Linked DNA regions of Arabidopsis thaliana: region 2 is linked to region 1. The links are chromatin contacts, called in public capture Hi-C maps. All regions are on one chromosome and are shown on one strand. Each heading gives the region's core, a stretch centred on a gene start, on an enhancer-like site or on the middle of the called end of the contact. The rest is flanking DNA. Distances are from core to core; before and after follow the strand shown.

Region 1 (7,519 bases), core at 2,545-5,044:
TATGATTTTTTGCTTCTATTTTTATTTTGAGTTTTGTAATAGACTGATCTTCGCTTTGTTTTTCTCATGTACTACATATGTTTATATATATGATAACACCAACATACCTAAAGATATTTATTTTTTGTAAAAGAGAAACAAATCTTGATATTTAATTTCCTTGATTTCTATAATCAAAAGAAAATAAAGAGATTGATTTTCTTACCTAATATAATTACGTTTGAATGTATATATGATACACTTGTCTAATGTGATATATTTTTTTACATATTGTTAAAACATAAAGTTGTTTTTCCAAAATCTAGTAAAAAAAACTTTAAAATAGTCCTTACTAATGTTAAGGTTCTATAAATTGAACCCTACCAAAAAAAGGTTCTATAAATTGAAATTAATTTTAAGGATAAGATGTAAATAACCTCCTAAGTATATCATATTTAGTTGATATATAATTCCAAGAACTATATTTAGTTAATATTTAAAATTAGGATAAACTGAAAAATTATTTAAATTATATTAAATGCATTCCTTCGTTACAGAACTATCCAATTCTTCCAAAAAAAAAAGGCCAAAAAAATCTTGCAATTTATTTCATTATATTGTCTAAGGCCAAAATCCCGGAAAGGATCCCCTTGTAGTCAACTATGAAATGAAACCAATATCATAAATCATCATATAATCTAGAGATAGCTATGTCTAATATGTAATAAGCGTATGAAACGTCCAAACGAAAATGATAAGATTCATCATTTATCGAAATCATATAAGTAACAAATAATATTGATACAATCACACTCTAATAATCTATGAGAAATACTATATTCTCATCGCAATGTTTGGCAGTATATAAAAATAGTTCCGTGGGGTTCACGGTTCATTATTACACAAACCCTAATATGTTTCTATCTCAACTTACTCAAAGAGATATCTTCTCTTTCAATCATCAGTAGAAGACTTTAAATCTGGTTTGTTGGGCAATCTCCGGCCATTCATAAAGCTACTGAACATGTGCAGAGCTCGTGAGGGCTCCGCATACGGCACCATATGAGCCGCTCCTCTCACCGTTGCAAAGGTCAGTAGATTCCCATACTCTGTGACCCAGCCACCAACCTTAGTTACAATCCCAACATCCACAAGTTAGCAATCACAATTAACTTAGTTAGAATTGTTTTGATGGTGTAGGGAAACTACCTGTTCTTTGTGGAACCAAGCTCCATAGGGAATAGTGGTCTTGAAGTTGAGATCCTCAGCAAGTTCTCGTACGAGTGTTCTTGAACTTTGAAGTGGAATTACAGAATCTTGATCTCCACTACAATTTTAACAAGCTGAGAGTTAAGCTGCATAGTACAAGAAAAGAAGATCTTTAATAGAAATCTTACCTGAAGATCCAAACAGGAGTTTGGTTCTGAATAATTCTCTTAAGACTCGGAAGCATGTCAATGTACCCGTCTATGCCACTGTAGTTTAACCGGCTGTGACATAGTGAAAAGTGAAAAGCCAATATCAATCAGTCAGCTTCATTTTTTGGTGATCAACAAAATGAAAAGTGGGTCAAACAACTTACTTGCTGCACATAGTCCATTCATAAGGTAGGCGAGTGCGGTTAGCGTGAAGCGCATTCTGTACCTTGGGGAGATTGAAATAGAAACTTCTTTCATATGTTATACAAACATCAACTACCATGCTAATCTTGGTAACCTAAAACCATTTTCACAAATTTACACAAATGTTTTTCTGTTGGAAAGAAAAAGGTGGATAAGTGCTAACCATTTTCTTGAGCCTTAGCTCTTGCTGAACAATAGAAGGGTAACATACATCGAGGAGAATGTGATAGCTGTTGATATACTCAGTGAGGACGCTGGATTCAACGATTGCATATATACAAGCATTGCTCATGTTCTTTGGATTGGCAAAGTCACATTGGTTCATGATTGTGAGTCTTACTTCATCAGAGATCATCCCATGTGACCAGAAGTACTCGTATGCAGCTGCAAAGTCCCTGTCAAGCTTCAGAAGTGGATTCCCAATCTGATCAGAAACACACAAAAAATATTATGGCCCAAAAGTTTTAAAGCAAAAGCTTCCTTTTCACCCAAGTCTCTCTTAGAGAATTAGGTTAATTGTTGGAGCTTAGTTTTTTTATTAATCAATTGAGAACCCTTATATAGGTATTCATCATACAACTTAGACATAACGCTAATGCATAAAATAAAACACTTTAACGTTTAAAGGAAATTATGAAAACCCAAATCATAATCTACCTAACCATAGTCTCGTATCAAAAAAAAAAACACAAAAAAAAATCAGAAGAGAGCCAAAAGAGTTGATGAAACTTTAAGAAGAAGGTTCTTTTGCTTACTGCAATGCCTTTGACGTTAAATTTGAACCCACTTGAGCGTGAATTGTAGCTGAGTATCACATCAGCCAGTTGAGGTATGTAATGCCCTGCGAGAGAATCAAATCAAACATTGGTTAGATAAAAGTAAAACTGACAAGTAACATCATCAAACACATAACCACCAACATTGTTACTCACATAGCCATTTCATAAACTAAGAATCAGAATAATAAAAGACACACCTGCGTAGCTTTCGCCAGTGAGAAAGAGGTCGCGAGACTTCAACTCTGGGAACTTGTTGAACCATCTCAACAAGAACACAAGCATATCATTGACTGTTCAAATACAAAAAACATGTCAAGATACAACAGTGTTCTAATATAATCTGAAAAAATGGGATATATACTTTACCAGTAGACTTGTCCCCAGTGTTGTAATCCGAACTTCTGTTAGAGTATGACCATCCTACTCCGGCTGGTGACTCCACAAATAACAAGTTCGAAGCTACACATACGCAATAAGAGACAACAGCATCACAAACGTAGAATCACATAGTTCTCTGCTTTTTGCATAAAATTGTCAAAAACAAACCTTTGTTCCAAGACATGGAGTTCAAGCGAAGGCCACGGCCATCGCCCGTAGGATAAAATGGACCTAACTCAGTGAAAGCTCCTCCACCAACTGAAGAACAACCTGGACCTGCATTACAAACCTCAAATATAAACTTTTAACTCAAACATTTATAACTAAGGAAGTAGCTTAAAGGCTATGCAGAAACAGAGACCTCCATTGAGCCAAAGGGTTAAGGGCTTAGTGTCAGGTTCTTTTACAGCCTCCACGTAGTAGTAAAAAAGACTACGACCATTTTCCGAGTCCACATCGACATATCCAGCAAATTGTCTGAACCCGACGTTTGGTTGACCAGGTAGCCTGGCCACCAAGTCTTCTTCCGGATAACCTTCAGCAAAAACCAACCACTGCACTGTGACCAATACCATAATGGCCATCACAACGGCCCGAGACGATACCATGTTCTGAAACATGTCAAAATACAAAAGCAACAACAAGTTATAAGTTAACGTCAATCTCACTGAATCTTTAATACTTCACTGAAATTATACCAATAAACAGAACAATTTCAAAGACTCAAAAAAAACATTCAGAATCCAAATTATTCAGTGTGAGGTATAGAGTTTATAAAACTCACTATCTCTTTTCGATTAGCACTCGTTTGTAAAGAACTTTGAAGAGGACTTGAAAACAGAACAAGAAACAGAGAATTGCAGAGAACGTAAATGAGCAAGAACCCACTATAAGTCTAGAATCAGGTTCTATCATAGGCTTGTACAACAAGAAGACACGAATCTAGTGATCTTTGTTCCCAAGTTTTCCTCAAGTGTTCTAACACTAGAACTAGATCTAAAACGACACAGTTCCGTTTTAGGCAAGAAGCACGTGAGGAGCAAACTCTCAGAAGCCCTTCCTTGTAAAACGGTAGTCCAATTTATATTGTGATTAGTAACAGTATCATTAAATATTTTTCTTTCTCAGGCTTATATTTTCTGATCTCTTAGTAATCTATTTGAGTACAACTTGAATACAACTGCATACGATTCTGAATTTTTGTATGTTGAAATCAGTTACTTTTTCTCGATTTTGTGTAGAATTCAATTGAAAATTTGAAAATTATTTTTAAGAACTCCTGTCGATTTTTTAAATTTTGTGTCGACGTTGTCTAATTGATTCAAAAGAAACTGATATATATCTCAGAATTAAATTGAGCGTGTTTAACTATGCACAACTACATATAACTAGTTTGGTTTTGTAAATCCAAAATTCCTGAAACTTAAAAGTACAAGTGCATATCTACATAACTTTTTTGAAGTACAAAATTGCTAATCTAATCGGGTCGTTTTTTATATTTTGATCCGGAAATCTTCAATTGGATCTTCCGTAATTGGTTTTTCTTACTAAAAAATTTCAAACGAAATTAAATGATTAATTTTGTAAATATATCAACCTTATATAGATATGACAAACTAATATTTGCTAATCAAATGGTTTTGTTATTTAACCATTTGTTTTCTAAATAAATTATGACAGTATAAATTACTAAACCCAATAAAGACATTAGTTCTATTTTTTTTTATAAAAACATATCTTTTCTCAACTAATTACTACATCTAAAATCATTATTTATGGAATATTCCTTTACGTAAAAAAAAATCTTATATTTTATTCCATAGTTCTGCTATTTTTTTGAGATTGTGATACTTGGTCATTCATAAATCTGACCATGAATGTTAGAATGTAGACAATATTCAATTACTAATACAAAAAATCAAAATATGAAAAATCAAATATTGTATTTTCAAATATTTGGAAAACTATTTGGAGTTTTTTGGCCAAAAATCGAAACTTCTTGAGCACTTTTCATTCATCTATATAAAGAAGCTCATTTCGACCATTGATACATAATGACCTATACGACTATTAAAACAAAAATGATGCATATTCAAATGGCTTTTTAGATATATATAATAACTCCATTACCAACATACCTAAACGGTATAAATTTATTTTTTGTAGAAAAAAAGAATACAGATCTTGCAAAATTAAATTCCCAATCAAAAGAAAATAAAGAGAATGATGTAAAGGTGTGATTCAAACTTTTGGTTTAGCCTGATGTCGACTTGGTTTAATCAGTTAGTTGTTGGATCACGGTTCAATGCCAGTTTGGTATTGGTTTAAGGAGAAAGGAGAAATCGGTTTGAGTTCAGTAGAAGATTGAAGAGACTCTCTTGGTATTAGAGGGTTTGACTTGGACTCTGTTATAAATAGTCTTCTTCTTCCTTTGTTTGTTGCAACAGAAAATTCTTATCTCAATTCTTTTCCTTTGTAACACGATCTTGAGCTCTGGGTTTTGAGCTTGAGTAAATATTGATTCATAGTGGATTGCTGGATTGAATCCGGCCCCAGATGTAGGATCATCACACCGGTGATCTGAACTGGGTAAACAATTGTGTGTTCGTTTCGTTCTTTGTTTGATTATGTTCTTGATCGATCTATTGAGTGTTCCGCGAATTGAAGCTTGATCGAGTTGTGTTGTGATTGAATCGAGTTGTGTTGAATCGATCTTTGAGTCATCGGATTGTAACAGATTGGTATCAGAGCCTAAGGTTCTTTAATGGCGATGACGAGCAAAGCGAACTTGAATTCAGGTTTAAAGGCTTCGTTTCAAGTCTTTAACGAGAACTCAGACTTCTCGCTATGGAAGACAAGGATGAAAGCACATCTCGGCTTGGCTGGGCTTAAAGGAGTGATCGATGATTTCACATTGACGAAAGTTGTTCCGCTTACGAAAAGTGAAGGAAAGAAGGTTGAGGAAGGTGATGATGATGGATCATAGTCATCACAGACTAAGGAAGTACCTGATCTTGTAAAGATGGAGAAATCAGAACAAGCAATGAATGTGATTATCGCTCACGTTGGTGATGTTGTTCTGAGGAAAATTGACCACTGCAAGTCTGCTGCAGAGATGTGGGAAACCTTGAATAAGCTGTATATGGAAACATCGTTACCAAATCGAATATATGTGCAGCTTAAGTTTTACTCATTCAAGATGAATGACACAATGTCAATTAATGAGAATGTGAATGAATTCTTGAAGATAGTTGTCGAGCTAAGCAGTCTTGAGATTGTGGTAGGTGAAGAAGTTCGTGCAATATTGTTCTTGAATGGATTGTCATCAAGATACTCTCAGTTAAAGCATACCCTGAAGTATGGGAACAAAGCTTTGTCTCTGCAGGATGTAATCTCCTCTGCTAAGTCGTTGGAGAGAGAGCTAAATGAATCTCTAGATCTTGAAAGAAGCTCCTCAACGGTCTTGTATACTACTGAAAGAGGTAGACCACTAGTGAGAAACAATCAGAACAATCAAAACAATCAGAAGGGTGGTCAAGGCAGAGGAAGAAGCAGATCAAACTCTAAAACAAGAGTAACCTACTGGTTTTGCAAGAAAGAAGGTCACGTTAAGAAAGACTGTTTTGCTAGAAAGAAGAAAATGGAAACAGAAGGTCCTGGTGAAGCTGGTGTCATCATAGAGAAACTTTTTTTCTCTGAAGCACTAAGTGTGAATGATCAGTTGGTTAAAGATCTATGGGTTTTGGACTCAGGATGTACTTCACACATGACGTCAAGAAGAGACTGGTTCTGTGATTTTCAGGAAAATGGATCTACAACCATACTACTCGGAGATGATCACTTAGTTGAATCGCAAGGCCAAGGTTCCATCAGAGTTAACACACATGGAGGATCTATAAAGATTCTAAACAATGTCAAGTATGTGCCAAACCTGAGAAGGAATCTCATCTCCATAGGGACACTTGACAAGTTAGGGTATCAACATGAAGGTGGAGCAGGAAAAGTGAGATACTTTAAGAATCAGGTTACTGCTTTGTGTGGAAGCTTAGTCAACGGTCTGTATATTCTTGATGGTGAGACGGTGATGACTGAAAATTGTGCAGCTGTGGAATCACAGAGTAAAACATCATTGTGGCATAGCAGGTTAGGCCACATGAGTTTAAATAACCTGAAATTTCTTGCTGGTAAGGGTCTATTGAACGGTAAAGAAATCAAGGATTTGGATTTCTGCGAACATTGTGTAATGGGAAAGTCCAAGAGACTGAGTTTCAATGTGGGAAAACATGATGCTGTGGAAGCACTAAGCTATGTTCATGCAGACCTCTGGGGATCATCAAATGTATCACCCTCCTTATCAGGTAAACAATACTTTCTCTCTATCATAGATGATAAGACTAGAAAAGTATGGTTATATTTCCTTAGGACTAAGGATGAAACTTTTGATAAGTTTTGTGAATGGAAAGAACTTGTAGAGAATCAGGTGGATAGAAAGATTAAGTGTTTGAGAACATATAATGGGTTGGAATTTTGCAATACTAAGTTTGACAGGTACTGCAAGACTCATGGTATTGGAAGACACAGGACGTGTGTGTACACACCACAGCAAAATGGTGTTGCAGAGAGAATGAACAGGACGATCATGAAGAAAGTGAGATGTTTACTGAATGAGTCAGGTCTGGATGAGAGTTTCTGGGCTGAAGCAGCTGCAACTGCTGCATACATCATTAACAGATCTCCAGCCTCAGCCATTGATCATAATGT
Region 2 (7,519 bases), core at 3,117-5,616, 470 kb after region 1:
GCCTCATCGGTGTCCCATACACGAGTTGTTGCTTTGTTTGCCTCATTGTATTCGGCGTTTTTCTTTGGGGCTCATACACAACCATTTGAGAGTCAGAAGAAAACTCATCTTTATCAAATCCTGAGTTTGTAGTAGAACTCACACGGGATTGTGTCACCTTCCTTGGTGAATCCACCATTGAGCTTGTATCACTTTTTGACCGTCGAAGCCCTACGGGTTTTGAAGATATGTTTTTCTTGTGAAACAACAAATCTTCTTCAAACAAAAGAGGCATGCTTTGGCCTGAGTTATCGATAAGCCCCACCGCAATGTTTAGGAGGCCGTGGGGGCGGCCCGAGGCACGAAGAACCTCTAGGGTAACGAATCTCATAGCCGAAGAAGGGCTTACAAGGTCACTTATTAAGGCTTGTACCGTTCCAACATGAATGTCTTTGAACCAATGCAATGCATAGATCTCTATAACAACTATTGATGTGGCATCGTAGAGTGCTTCCTCATCTAGACGAAACACAAACTTGTCGTTCCATGTAGGGCTTGTTCCGCCCGTATTGTCGACCCGAGTCGTCAATTTACGCTCTGGATCAATCCAAGCGATTGCATATGTCTTCATACACCGTGCCACGGGCGCCAATTCTTGGGCCGAAATAATATTCAGCTCCAAAATTTGACAAGGCGCAAGAAAAGACATTTTGTGTTTTCTTGACAAAACTAAATCTGAAAAAGTTAAATAAATGGAGAGGATGAAATTTGGATTTTCAGTAGACAGAAAGACAGATCCGTCGTCGTCCCCTCCAAGGACGACGAAGGAAAGCAATGCATGAAGATGAAAATGGAAAAGCAAATTGACAAAGACACCCAAAAATAATAATAAGCAAAAAAAGAATTGTTTTTTTTGTTTATTAATTTCTTGTTTTGGTTTTTGTTATTTTAGAACACCGAATCAATTGCATTACTTTCCGTTGACTACTATTTTCTTTCATTGATCTTCTTGCGATATTTTTAGATCTCTCTACTCTCTTTCACTATTTTAGGTTAGTTTCTGTTATTTTTCTGTATAATTCCAGAGTTTATAGAGATTGACTTATGGAAGTTCTGTTTAGTTCTATGTGCGTTCTAAGAAAGTAAAAGATTGCTAGTACAAAAAACAAAATAAAAATAACAAAACTTACGAGTTCAAATTGATAGTTAGAATTCTTTACGTCCACTAAAACCTTTGCTCCAACTTCTTAACCCATCCCTTTCCATTTTGCTAGGAATATCGGTGAACTGTCTATGGTAGAATCTTTTAGGCATGGTCAAATCATACTTATGATCATATGATATGGCTACAAATTTTTTGTCAATGTCCATATATAGCCATATTAGTTGATTGAATAAGAATAAGTGCTATTATGTCTAAATATTTACCGTTGGTTTGCTATGGGTTTACTCTAGCTATCCGTACGTACGTAGCCATGGTTCATAAATAACGACGTCCAATTAGTTAAAATCAATATACTTAACCCAATCTTTTTTAAAAGAAAATGCTATGCAGTGAAAGTATTCATCATGATGTATAAAGATTAAATCTGTTGAGTAATAGCGTATCGAAACTCATTGATAATTTAACTCAATTTTTTTAGGTTTGGCCAAAAGTTGGGTGTTACATAACGTTCATACAAAAGAAGAGATAAATCTATTTTGTCAATGGTCAAAGTGTTTAAACTAAAAGCGTTAAGACGCAAATACATTTTAAAGAATTTCAATATTTCTTATTAATATGGAGGTTGTATATGCAGAACATTGTGATTACTGACTAGGCATAAGAAAGCATCAACAAGAGTTTCCTTTTGTTGTCACAGATAAGACCCCTCTTGAAATAAGTCTTCTTGATTCATACCGCCAAATGTAGACCTTATATCTCAGTCGTCTTCGACTTCATACCGCGAAATGTAGACCTTATATCTCAGTCGTCTTCGACTTCATACCGCCAAATGTAGACCTTATATCTCAGTCGTCTTCGACTTCATACCGCGAAATGGGACACCTTCTCCCGACTATAGTGTCTTTAAACCAACCTCCATATAAATGGATGAGAGATCAAAATTATCTTTTTTCACTTGACGATCGAGTATCCTCATCCCAAACATAGTTTTAGACTCGAGTTATGTTCCACTAACATTGTAAGAGCATCCCTCATACCCATATAAGTTGAAGTTGTTGAGACAAAGTTTATAGTGAGTAATAAACATATTTGATCTTTTGTTCAATAAGTTTGTTGGAGATAGCAAATAAAAACATAGATAATGTAGTAAAAATATAGATGAAGAAAAGAGAAAACATGAGAGTTTGTTTACATTGAGAGGAAGAGAAAGAAAGAGAAGGACCACATGGATTAGATTCTAGAGGGAATGAGAGGAATGTGGTGCTGAAGATAAGTAGAGGCAGCTGCAACTCCACTTCCCATTACAACTGGGTATCCAACATCCTTCAGTATCATCTCCACTCCCGCAAGACACCCGAGAAGTTGCAACTGCGTTCGATTTGTATTGTTTGATAAGAGTTTGGTCAATGAAAATTGGATTACACTAAGATAAATCTCGATATGTACCTCATTCACATTTCCTAGGTGTCCAATTCTGAAAACCTTTCCAGCCACTTTGTTGAGACCAAGACCAAGACTTAAGTTGTACCTCTGCCATGCCCTTCTCACAATCTCCGAACCGTCTATATGCGGAGGCACCATAACTGCTGTCACTGTGTTACTTATCCATTCCTCCTTCTGTGTGCAGTTTTTCAGCCCCCATGCTTCCACCGCAAGCCTATGTACATGATCATTAACAATCAAACTCTAGCTATAATGTTTTCCAAAGTCAATGTACTAGTAAGAATCAAGATTACGAAGAGGACTAAGTGTATTCATTTTATATGATTCATTTACCTGGTGGCCTTTCCCAAACGAGCATGGCGGGCGATGATGTTCTCAAGTCCTTCCTCAAAGATAAGATCAAGAGCAGCTCTAAGACCGTAGAGAAGTTGAATGGAAGGTGTGTATGGCCAATAGGTTCCTAGCTTGTAAAACTTAAGGTAGTCATTCCAGTCAAAGAATACTTTGAGAGATTTAGAAGTTTTGGTAGCTTCCAAAGCTTTAGGACTGGCGCAGACAATACCAAGTCCTGTTGGAAGAGATAAGGCTTTCTGAGACCCAGTCAAGGCCACGTCCACTCCCCACTCATCCATTCGGAAATCAAGCGCGCAGATGGACGAAACACCGTCCACTAGCAGCAAAGCCGGATGCTTGTAGTGATCTGTATGTAAACCCTAATGTAAGTGAGATTTAAAACAGAGAAAACACAAAAGAAAAACAGATTATTTGTGAGGAATTAATGACCGAGGAGTGTGCGGACAGCAGAGATGTCATTGGTAACTCCGGTCGCGGTCTCGTTGTGGACAATGCAAATGGCTTTGATGGTATGATTCTCGTCTTGTGAGAGCTTTGAGGCCAAGACTTGGAGATTAGCACCTTGTCCCCAATCACTCTCAACCACATCAACATTGAAATTAAGCCTCTTCTGCTGGTCAATCCAGAGCAAGCTAAATTGTCCAATCAGAAACGAAACAATCCTGTCTCCAGGAGATAACGTGTTGGTCAAGGCACTCTCCCAAGCACCAGTCCCGGTCGTGGGAAACAGAAAAGGTGTCCCTGATGTGGTCTTGAATATCTTCTTAACATCCTCCAACAATGTTTTCGTAAGCGCCGGAATGGCTGGTGACCGGTAATCCTCGTTGTTCCGGTTCATCGCCCGGATTACCGGTTCCGGTATGTTCACTGGTCCTGGTACAAACAGATGGTGTCTCCCTGGTCCATACATATAGTCCATTTTTTCCTCTTTTCTTTTGGATCCTCCTCTACACTGTCAAAAACTTACAAACTCACAATCTCATCTTTCACCAGATAATCGAATATAACTCAAACATGTAGCCATATGCATATATGACCATGTAATATGTACTATTGCTACTATCAACTCCGGTGAACAATAACAAATGTTATTTTTTTTGTTAATAACAATAACAAATATGTTAGCCGATCATATTTCCAATAAGACAACATATATGTGTACTATAAAAAGATGTTTCATAGGCAAGATCATAGACACAAACAAGCGGAGAAAACGAAGAAGTAAATTTGCAAGGAAGAGAGAAGTTTAACCTCTGAATAAGGCGGAAGCTCCTGAGGGAGGTTTTGGACTCCTTCGTCTTCACAAACCTCTTTAATATATCTTCTTCTTTTTCTTTTTTTTATTTTATTTATTTATTTTAAATTACATGATGTTTTTGTAAGTAGTTTATTTTGTTATTTAGTTTATCCCAATCAAGTAGCTTGCCTTATTGGAATCTTGGCCGCGTGGCAGATAAGAGCAACGTGAAAAATCTTTGAGCTTACGTATGGCTCACAATGCATTTGTGTTACCTTTGCATATTTGCCCTTCTTCTCTCTTATATTTTTCAGTTTTTCCACATTAGTTTGTTTTGTCGTGTTCAAAATAATAATAATCAAATCACTCTTTTTTTTTAATCAGAGATCAAGACTCTCTTACCACTGACTAATCTTCTTAAAAACTCTTGGTGAGTGTACCCGCCGTATAACCCGCTTACTAAATTTGTTTATTGACGAAGAGTGTATTTAATCTAGTATTTTAAGTGATTTGTGTAAAATTTACAAATTTTATGTTATCTAATTATGGATTTTAATAATTTTAATAATAAAATTTAGTGTTATTAAACTAATAATTTAAAAATTTATTGTTATTGAAAACGGTTTGTCAATTTGATTCTTATTAATTTTGAAAGATTGGAGAAGATTTGAGAAAAACATTTTAGTTAAAAATATAGAAATCCAAATTATACGGTTTTAGATGAAATTTGAAAAGATTTTATAAAAATTCGTATCAACTTTCCTAAAATCATCAAAATCATATAAAAACTCAACTAAAACTCAGATCATTTTCCAATACATCTCCTAAAAGCTTGGTATCCTTTGACTAGACATCATCTTTCATAGTTAATTTCTTACCAAAACTATATAATTGAGTTCAATTACAAGGCTCAGATTTTGTTTAAAGATGAAAGCACTTAAAAACATTAGTCGAAATAAAATAAAAAAATTGGAACCATGATAATAGTATTAGTAAGTCATGCATACATGCAACCTATGTTTACTTAGCCACCACATTTTTTTCTGTAAAATTCAGAATGAAAAAAGGATGATAGTTGGATAAACCAAGAGGTTCTTGGTCTAATAGTTAATTTGAAAGATGAGAATTTTGATTCGAATCCACTTAGTAGGAAAGTTGTTTCCAAAAAAGGTTCCGAACGGTGATCGAACCGCATTGTGCGGTGCAGTGTATGTAGATATTTTCGTTACTATTAGAACTGCATTGTACTTTATCCGCAGTTGAACTGCACGTTACTATTCTGATCCACGAAGATTAGGATCCATCACGAATTTTTTGGCAAAATATATATTTATATAATGAGAGAGTGGGGTGGGAGACGGAGTTGACTTTGAAAAGGTTTGGGGATAAAACAAAATATATAATGGAATTAGGGAGGGATATTGTAATATAAGAAAGTAAGAAAGATAAGAGGTGGAAAAGGGAAGAGGAGAGATAAGGAGATAAAAGGGAGAGAGCCACACAACCTGTTTTTGCAACAAAGACCACACGACCAAACGCCGAATCCTCGGGGCACTTCTTCACTATCTCTCGCTCTCTTGTTTTATGTTTAGGATTATTATTGCACTAGACGACACATAATTCAAACTATATTTAGGTGAATATCTATTGAATGTATAGAATATGGAGACTTTGTAAAATACAAACTATATTTGGCCATACGATTAGGATGTTTGAATTTCTTTTGCATAAAAAAATTGGTTAGAAAAACAAGTTAGAATACAACTCTTTATTACTCAACATTGGAGATATTTAAATGCAAATAAAAGTATATGGAATCATTTTGTTTTAGTGTTTCCACACTGAGATAAAATCAACCTAGCAAAGTAGCAATAAGGTGTCTAAAACAAACATGATCAATGAAAGTCATAACCCTCAACCTATGACCAAGAATATGCATGTTTTGTTGGATCAATGCGAATCCAGAGAACAAACTGTCGACTTGGCAGCTAGAAGGCCCTCTCGAGGGTGATGTCAAGAGCATAATATGTTAATATAGATAAATTCCTAAAGAAATTTTACCTACGTAAATGCCAAGAAAAAACTTCAAGACCCCAAAATCCTTTATGTGAAAGCAAGCCATGAATCATGATACTCCTTAATAACTAAGACCATGTAAGAGGAGATTCTTGTTTTGATGAGACCATCGACATACCCAAAAACATGAAGCGAAACTTGTCTTTAAAAATGATAAGAAAAGTGATGAATCCATAATCCTTCAAAGAAAAGTGAAGCTTCGCATTCCGGAGATAAAAGCGTCGGTCAAAGACAGTAGAGATATTTCTAAAGATGACGGATCTTTTATTTTTGTCATCAAATGTGAAATTCGGTTGTAGCAAAATAGGTGTATAGGTTTTTTTTTTACGTTTGTTATTTAAGTTGCATCAATATATATCGTTTGTAATTTAATCTTGAAAATTATTAGTTTGAGTGTTATGTATTGGGAATCTATGCATGTTTCGTTGTATCGATGCGAATGATGTGACCAACGTAAATGATATGATCGGTATGAATTATGTGTATGACATGATTGGCGTGACTGATATAATGGTTTGGAACTGGTTAACTTGGTATTCTTCTTTTGCATGTTGACGAATATGATTATCCTCACTAACTCTTCTACTTACTCCTCTACAGATTGTGCAAGTGAGCATTGTCGAAGCATAAAAGGGTTTAGGACGTGCAACAATGGATTTAGACCAGTTTGACACTTTTGATCGGGACGTTATAAAACCTATAAGGTTTTCAGTCTTTTCAATTGTTCAAAATTGATCTGATTGATTGAAATGGTGCCTTCGAGCCAAAGTGTCGACTGTTTCATTACTTCAGAGATCTGAAACATCATAGTAAAAGTTATACAAATGATGGCGTGGGTACCTTTTTCCATTAAAACTTACGAAATGTGAAAATGAGAAACACATAAAATTAAGTAAATTAAAATTAACAAAACTGGTAATGTACAATTTGCTCTATTCCAAATGGGTAACATATATATATATATATATATATATATAAATATATAAGGAAATGGAGTCCAGCAGCTTTGACTACATCCACAACTATTTATACCTAAGCAAACCACCTGGTAACTGGTAAGTGCTATCTCTTTGCCAATAACAAAGTTATGGCTTTCTCGGGTAAGCCAGCGTCAGCATCAGCTAGTCGGGTATGCCAATCTCCAATATGAGCAACCAAAACCGAACACTGCTGCCGTGTTTCCGACTTTTTAAAAAAAATGAGTTTTCCGGGTATCTATGTTGTTGAGCTTCTGAATCGATGATCAAACCAGAGTTCAACCGGCA

Evidence for each region. Capture Hi-C pulls out chosen DNA fragments and counts their contacts.
Region 2: a capture Hi-C map of seedling shows a contact between it and region 1, with 2.9 times the contacts expected there. The contact joins the promoter of AGT here to the promoter of SCPL43 in region 1. A contact is called at or near these places in 2 of 3 other capture datasets (root and seedling).

Annotation. Positions count from the first base shown.
Region 1 is chr2:5,068,862-5,076,380 of TAIR10.1, forward strand. It overlaps SCPL43 (serine carboxypeptidase-like 43), which reads right to left and starts at 3,795. Exons shown (of 11, transcript NM_001335381.1): 1 at 3,543-3,795; 2 at 3,120-3,369; 3 at 2,927-3,034; 4 at 2,747-2,839; 5 at 2,578-2,670; 6 at 2,357-2,442; 7 at 1,765-2,025; 8 at 1,562-1,623; 9 at 1,377-1,469; 10 at 1,189-1,306; 11 at 683-1,107. The coding sequence starts at 3,366. The coding sequence ends at 934. It overlaps AT2G12475 (Defensin-like (DEFL) family protein), which reads right to left and starts at 57. Exons shown (of 2, transcript NM_001036273.2): 1 at 1-57. It also overlaps the pseudogene AT2G12490.
Region 2 is chr2:5,537,043-5,544,561 of TAIR10.1, forward strand. It overlaps AGT (alanine:glyoxylate aminotransferase), which reads right to left and starts at 4,367. Exons shown (of 6, transcript NM_001335388.1): 1 at 4,193-4,367; 2 at 3,371-3,893; 3 at 2,921-3,287; 4 at 2,591-2,801; 5 at 1,982-2,512; 6 at 1,698-1,893. The coding sequence starts at 3,860. The coding sequence ends at 2,375. It overlaps AT2G13350 (Calcium-dependent lipid-binding (CaLB domain) family protein), which reads right to left and starts at 909. Exons shown (of 1, transcript NM_126924.3): 1 at 1-909. The coding sequence starts at 688. CHR5 (chromatin remodeling 5) reads right to left here. Exons shown (of 31, transcript NM_126926.5): 31 at 7,012-7,519.